2 separate regions of the Columba livia genome follow, and region 2 is linked to region 1. The links are chromatin contacts, called in public Hi-C maps. All regions are on one chromosome and are shown on one strand. Each heading gives the region's core, a stretch centred on a gene start, on an enhancer-like site or on the middle of the called end of the contact. The rest is flanking DNA. Distances are from core to core; before and after follow the strand shown.

What was found. Hi-C and Micro-C count contacts between places; a contact is called where the count stands out from the background.
Region 2: a contact with region 1 is called in a Hi-C map of liver, with 2.7 times the contacts expected there. The contact joins two enhancer-like sites. A contact is called at or near these places in 2 of 2 Hi-C or Micro-C datasets (crop and liver).

What each region holds. Positions count from the first base shown.
Region 1 is chr21:2,870,311-2,873,974 of bColLiv1.pat.W.v2, forward strand. All of the region lies in intron 11 of RERE (arginine-glutamic acid dipeptide repeats), which reads right to left. Among named protein-coding and RNA genes, the nearest start is that of SAMD11, 93 kb to the left of the region's middle. Within about 2 kb of position 1,406, at least 2 of the 3 cell types and tissues checked have an H3K27ac peak away from gene starts, as active enhancers do.
Region 2 is chr21:2,988,061-2,992,017 of bColLiv1.pat.W.v2, forward strand. All of the region lies in intron 1 of RERE (arginine-glutamic acid dipeptide repeats), which reads right to left. Among named protein-coding and RNA genes, the nearest start is that of RERE, 29 kb to the right of the region's middle. Within about 2 kb of position 1,596, at least 2 of the 3 cell types and tissues checked have an H3K27ac peak away from gene starts, as active enhancers do.

The sequences.
Region 1 (3,664 bases), core at 156-2,655:
CCGCCTGTTCAACTGCACGTGTTTGCTTTAGAAATAACATTCTACTTGGAGTCCATTAAGCGGGTTCAAAGTCCATCCAGCGCGACTGTTTGTCAAGCTGCGGATCTGGCCGGTGCCCAGAGGCACACAGAGCTCTGTGGAAAGGCTTGGCAACGCTTGTCAGAGGTGGAAAGTGTCCTGCAAATGAAACTAACACCACTTTTTACTTATAAATTCATTTATATCCAATCTGAGGTGTCAGTAAATCCCAAGTCTCTATGGCAGTGAACTGATGGGTCCTCTGACACGTGGCAACAGAGCACGCACCGATCTGTCCTCCTCCCATCATAAAACAGCAACCGGGAACATCTCTGAGCTCTGTTTACACGTCGCAAGGTCCCAAGGGAAGTTTCACAACTTATACATGCGCTACCAGACTTTTAAAAAATAAATGGTGTATATTTATAAATAATAAGCTCATGATCATAATGCCTTTTTTCCCCTGAGACCCTCTGGAAACTTGAGTCTCAACTGCAAGCAGGTCAAGATGAAACCAATTTATTTAACAACTAGTCGTACCCCACCTATCAAATCTGGGTGTATTAAAAGGATTGGAGAATATTCTGTGAAATACAGAAGATAAATCCATGGTGAGACTGCACAGGGTTGTGACTTGGTAAATGACGTAACTCTCTGATAAAAACAGAGAAGTAAAACTCAGAGAGGAGTATCCATAGAGAACGTTAATGTTTTATACGTGCACGCAGGTTAGGCACATACTACACCGGAAAAATTCCATGCCAGGTCTTGTTAGCTGCCTGGCTATCTAATATTATATTGTCTACCTAAGGGATTAAACGCTGGAGAGGGGTGAGTGGAAGGATTAGCAGCAGCGCGGTGGTGCCTGCACGGGGGGCAGGAGCTGGAGCACAAAGGAGTAACTCAGAAAAGCCCTGGTTCTACAAACAGGGAGTAAAAGCAGCTTCCAGCTTCACTGCGAGCAAAGTCAAATGAACTTTAATCAAACATGCACAGTGTGCGCTGCCAAAACCCATCGCACATAAATTCAGGGAACAAAAGGCGCTGCAGAAATCAATAGCCTACTGAAACATTAACACAGGCACGCATTGATCAAAAGGCCCTTTTACAAAAGGCAGCCTTGCAAATTAGCTGCTGGTTTTGCTTGCAAGCAAACAGAAAAGCATGAAGCTGCTGACATGAATGGCCTGTAATGATCATTTTGTTCCCGGTGATCTCAGCTCACCGCAAGGTCTCGCAGTCAACGCGTCCCACATCTCCGCACCGACTGCGAGCCGGCGGTGGGAGCCGCTGCTCTCCATCTGGTTGTCTGGACAGTGGTTCTACACCCGGGGAACAGCCCTGACCTCACAACCTGAAACACACTGTGTGTCTCCGGTCAAGCTTTTCATGCCAGGAACTGGGTATTGCTAGTGACGTGCGTGCTAAAATCACACCAGATAAAGCAGACTGAACCATCCCTCATTGCGTCATTATACTCACTCAACTTAAGAGTGACATCCCCCTCATTTCCAGAGGTAAATCAGGGAAGGGGTGAGAGCACGGAGGGCTCTGGCGGGTGGAAATGAAACTCGGGGCTCACAAGCCAAGCCCAGGGAGGGCTGAACCTGCTGCTCCAACACTGACCTTGCTGGTCGCTCTCTAACCCAGCGCCACCTTTCCTCGACAACATCTGCTCTGCCGCTAGTGGAGTTTCTGCAAGACGGAGGGGATATGTTCTCCGCTAAAATCCGTGGTTCAGCTTTCATCAATTCTAAAATACATCCAGAGCTCACAACTCCTCCAATCTCTCGCCTTCTCCTGCCAAGGCCATTTCGCCCCGCGGTGTAGGTACATAGAAATGAGTCACGCTTCATCTCCTCCGAGCCCTGTTGCAGGGATTATTTGTACAGAGAAGGAAATGGTTCAGATCCCGTCCTGCAGGAGGATGCAGCCCTGAGACGTCCTCTGCAGTTCAGTTCAGTCTCCAGGTGCCCACCAGCCCCATCCTCCCTCACCCAGCACAGCCACCTGCATTTATTAGATTATTTCCTCGGCGTGTAGCATCTTTCTCTTCCTTCTCCCACCGTTTTCACCCACCGCCCTCACCCATATTTTTTCCCCAAACACCAGGACAAGCCTGACTAACTCCTCCATACCCTTACCAAACTAACTCCAGCGCCAGCAAGCGCTGCGTGCCCTGGTTTCTCGCTCCTTATCAGCAGTTTTCAAATGTAAAATACACAATACAAGCTGTGCCCTGTGTTTGTGCTTAGTCTTGCCTTAGGTAAACAAAGGATTAACGCTGCGTTTCTGGATTTGAGAGGTTCTGACAGCCCTGCCGCTCCCATGGAAGCCAATCACACAAACACATCAGCTCACCCTCAAGTATCTGTTATGGTATAACAGAGTGAGCAAACATAATAATTGCTGTTTAATTTCCCCAGAGCCTCGCTCTGCCAGGGAAAAATATAAAATCATGGGGGAGGAGGAATAGCTTTACAGTAATTAAACAGAAAAGGTAAATGACAACTCTCTTCAATGGCTATAAAGCAGCCGTGGCAGAGCGGAGGGGAACAGATTGTCCAGCCGTGGTCTTAATGAATTCACAATCTCTCTGGAATGCATCAAGATTTTATTAAGTCAACTCAATTTAGCTCAAGTCCTGTGGTAAAAACACTGTGTCCAGCATCTCCCTGAATCCTCCGGGTTCACCAGTCCTGGTTACAACACCTGCCCAAGCACCGAGGGCTCATCAAGAAAGGGGACTATACAGGCGGAGTTTTGTGCCATAGGTTTACGGTACGCACCTCCAGTACAGGCCAGTGGATCGCTGGCTGTCACCGCCAGGCTGATGCCACATAACCCAGAATATTGGCATACGCTGCTAAGATTGGGAGAAAAAATGCAGGTTTTGGTCACGAACGTCCGCAAACCCAGGAGCTGCCAACACAAGAGGTGCAGATGTGTGTAAACAGGCAGCAAACCCACTGCCCTCCCGAATGGGACAGGGAACGGAGAGCAGCGCATGGGTACTGCTTATTACGAGACAGAAACGGCAGAACTCTCGTCTTGGTCTAAACAAGGTAAAGTATTGAAAAACTGCAGCAGGGAAGAGAAAGACCAGCTGTGAGCAGCTCCCCAGAGCCGAGCTCAGGCATTCTCACAATTTTAAGCTTGGTCTATGTGCCTCTGCCAACTCTGACAAATAGGTTTGCATATGCTCTAATTAAGCAATAAGTCTCAGCAGCTCGTTCAGCAGCACTGATTAACATCCACCTTGGGTGCACGGGAACACTGCATAACCTAAAACATTACTGAAATTTTAAGAGAGGCTTTTATAAACCAAGCAATATTTTACTAACGCTACAAAAACAGCACATTAAAAACTGTGGGATGCTCTCTACGGAACATCCTGCAGATCCCTCAGTTCTCTAGCATACTTTAGAAGTATCGGCGTTTTATCTCTCAGTTCCTCTCGCCATTTATCACCTTTTGGATGGCAATACAGCCTTCCCTGCCTGGTCTCTGCTAAGAGCTCTACCTACAATTTTAGGAGAAGATTGGCTGTCCTAATCCTCTGCTTCCTTGTTCTGCAAACAGCACGGTCAAGCGGTCGGTTTTTCATCTGAAACTCCTGGCAACCAGGCTGCCCAAGTGGGAAGCA
Region 2 (3,957 bases), core at 346-2,845, 120 kb after region 1:
TAGGCAAGCAACAAGTGCCACATTAAACCCCTGCTAAGCTGAACCTATTTTTAAAAGGGGACTTAACAATGTCTTCAGAGCTCCATGTAGATCAGGCTCTCCCTTTGGATTTGGTGGCGGGTAGAGCAGGTTCAAGGAGAACAAGCCACCAGCTTCATATTATTGCCACAGCACTGTTTCCTGGTTTAACATCACATAGAATTATTTGGGTTAGGAAGAGACCCTCAGGATCATTGAGTCCAACTCGCTCTAGCACTAAACCATGTCCCTAAATGGTTGGAGGCAGCCAGGTTTTTATGGCTTTAACCTTGACCCCAGTGAGAATCAGGCCTGCATACTGAACCTCCTGCTCCCTTTAGAAAGGACTCTCTTGTAAAATTCCTTGGTTGGTTGGTTTCTTGCTTTGCAGGAGCTGTTTTTGATGGAGGATGGAGAGGGATTCTGTCACTTGTCTCTATAGTTCCATTCCTCCTCCTCTATGAGGGGCAGCACCGTGCTGCCATTGCCCCCTGTATTCATCAATAAGTCACAGGTCACCACAACAATCCCTGATTTAAGAGCCCAGTTAGCCCACTGGGGCTCCACTGGGCAGGCCACTAATGTCATGAGGACTGGGATGAAGTGACAAGCTTGCCATACATTCCCAGCTACAATCACAAGGATGCCTCCAGTAAAACAAGAAGCCTGCAGAGACAATTTCAGCTGGAAGTTCACTAGAGAATTGCTGAGGCCAATGGTCAACTGGAGCTTCTTTAGCAGAGGAAAAGCAGGCTGGGCTACCAGCAGGAAAGGTCGGTCACCTCTGCATTGCTCCCAACACGAGCACTGAGTATTTGTTACCTGTCTGTTTGTTTTCAATGCAATACCAAGCCTAGACTCTATCCTAAATACAAAATATTTGGTCAGGTTAGAGGTAATGTTTTATTAGTATAAACACAGCTGAGAATAAACGATACGAACTTCTACAAAACAGTATTGTCTACACACAAATGTCTTCAAACCTGCTTGAAGCAGGACGAGTCCTGTCTACACTTGTAGAGAATACACAACAGGAAACACACTGAGTTTTAAACAGCGTCTTGCCACAGCACTAATTCAGCTGCAGCTCGCTCCACAGCCATACAGGGCGCTTCTCCACACCACCAGAACGTAATCTCCAAGAGGAAATACAGTGCAACGTTATTATTGCTTCAACATAATCAAAAGGCCATTTCATTCTGTAATCCAAGCCTGCCTAAGGAGACTGTAAACTCTGCACACAGTTAAACACAATCCGTCTTGCCCGCTTCCGCTCCAGCACGGTTACATACACAGCAGTTCGTAAAAAATCAGCACACGACGAGCCATTTTAATTTAGTGTGTAACTGCTGCAATTTGGATCAACCATTTCCTTCCTCTCGCAAATCCCCAAATGGAACCTGTACCCTGTGCAGACCACCAACCTTCAGAGGTGCGGCTTTTTTTGTTGGGTTGGATTTTGTCTCTTTGCTTTGGGTGTTTTGTTTGGGGTGATTTCCACCCCTCCGCAAGCCTCTAGGTGTGCAGTGTCTAACCTAGAGCCTGCTAAAGCAAACTACCAACACTATCACACATTTTATGGCGCAAGAGCTACGACTCCTTTTCTGTACTTACGCGGTGTCCAGGCTTGTATTGCAGAAGCTGTAAATCCTGACAGGTCACTGTTAAAATCCCTGGGAAAGGAGGATCTGACCAAATACGGAGAAGTCTCAAACCTCATTTTAACCACCCTCAGGCCCAAGAGCCCCAACCACCACCCTTGCTGTAACTGCCACCAACAACCGCCACCAACTCCTTTGCCACCCCTGTAAGGTCACACCTCTAGGACCAAACTCCACCTGACAAGAGATGCACAAGTCTCACAAGCACAAACAAAGAAAAACAACTTAAATTCCAAGATGTGTGCACTGAAGGTACCTACTGCTTAGTAATACAATCGCTTGTTATTAGGTAAAAATACCATAAGTTGACTCAAATGCTTTCTCAGCCCATCCAGACTCAGCCAAAATATTCCTGTAGCTACAGTCAGCGCATCACTCGACTGAGGAATGGGGGGAGAGACTCGAAGGACACAGAAGTCCCGCATAACTGCACTCCACGGGTCTTCAGACTGAATCTGGTAGGTTGTTGTTACAGAGCACCGTGGACAGTCGCAGCGTTTGTCACAGCAGGAAAGGAAAAACAAGTCGTGAAGACTGAGGCAGTTCATGTGTGTGACCGGGTTTTACAGGAAAGCTTCACTTACTAAGTGCTGGGAGGGCAACAAACCAACCAAAAGAAGCCCAAAAACCAAACAGACATGACCAAGCCCACGAGGAGTTCGATCCCAAGTTCCCACACAATTAGGTAAATGTTCATAGTTGGGTTCAGTCCCCCCCTCCAAATGCCCAGGACCCAATTCCACCACCTACAGAAACCCCTCAAACCAGACTCAGTGCACGCAACAAAAAGCATTTTCTATTTACAGTTAAAACTTAATTAAAGGACAATGTAGCTGCACCTCAAAAAGGATAAAACTCCCCCAGCAGGACAATAAGCTTTATTTGGGAAGGGAAATGAAGATAAAACAAAAAGATTAACGAGGTGAGGAATGCGGAAACTTGGCAAGACGTTTAAATAAAAGCGTTTATGTGCATAGGTAAGTATGTAAGCACAAAGCGGAATGAACTCATTTGGGATATTGTGACCGAGCTACGAGGGAACAAGCAGAGCAGTAACTTGAAACCCAGCTCCGCCTTTCAGACCTGGAAAGCAAAACAACCCAGACTTAAGCAAAAAAGTTAATGGCTGCTAATCACAGGTCTCGCTTTTTTCAGTATTTCTCCTCTGTTTTGTTTCCTCTCCTGTGTAAGGACCAATACTTACACTCAAAAATGGTTGTTTTGGGGTTTTTTAGAAAATCCCTGCCCTGGGAAACTCCAAATTACAGAATGGTGCATTGTAAGCCAAGAATATTAAACCAAGATCCAGTCGTGTCTGCCAGACTTGGTGGTACTTACAGCAAGACATCAACCTGTTCAGTAGTTTATTGAATGTAATGACAAAGTGACACACACAATTTATTACAGAAGGTATTCTCTTAAAGAAAACAAGAAAAATCCACGTCTGTCAAGGAAAAAAGTAATATTTAAAAGGAGAAATTTAATAAGTGATTTGGAAAAAACCCACGAGACACAAGAAATCATAAAACCCTCACTAGTTAAATGTAGGGGGAGGATGGGAGGGCAAAGCTAAAGAAAAGGAGGGAAGGAAGAAGCAAATGCATCTTTTTCAACTCTATCAAAGCAATTGTAAAACATGGGAAGTTTGTCTGTTCTCCCCTCCAGCTTCAACTACAAGTAACGTTGGGAACGGAAAATCTGATACCTCTATCAACAGCCTGTGGAGTGTTTAAACTATTGGAATATAAAGCATGAGCTGAAGGAAACGGCTGCCAAATGCTGCCTTTACAATCTGCCTTCCAGAATAAGACGGATTCTTTACCAAGAGATTTTCTCAACACACCAAGCAGAGCAGAAATTGAACTAACAGATATGTAAAATTTGCAATGGATTTACGGGCCTTTATTGAAATCACAGTAGAGATAGGAAATGTAACTACAGCTCAGATTTTTAGTATAGTAATCACTTTCACATTCAAAGGCTTAGAAAATTCAATAGACTTTTTTTAAAGTGACAATAAGCACAGGATGTGACCGTACCTGTAACCATCGCTCCCTCCAGACAGGGGGATACGCTCTCAAAACAGGAAGTTTCTACTATAATCTTGAAAAAATGTTTAACAGTCTGAAACCACAAGAGCCCAAGTTCAGATCCACGGCTCAGAAACCCTTGATTTCCCTAAACAAGGGCAGAAGACACCCAGGGCGTGAAACTAACCCACTACACCCCTCCAGAACCCCCAAACCACGCAATAATGCAGAGGGTCTGAGTTTATTCC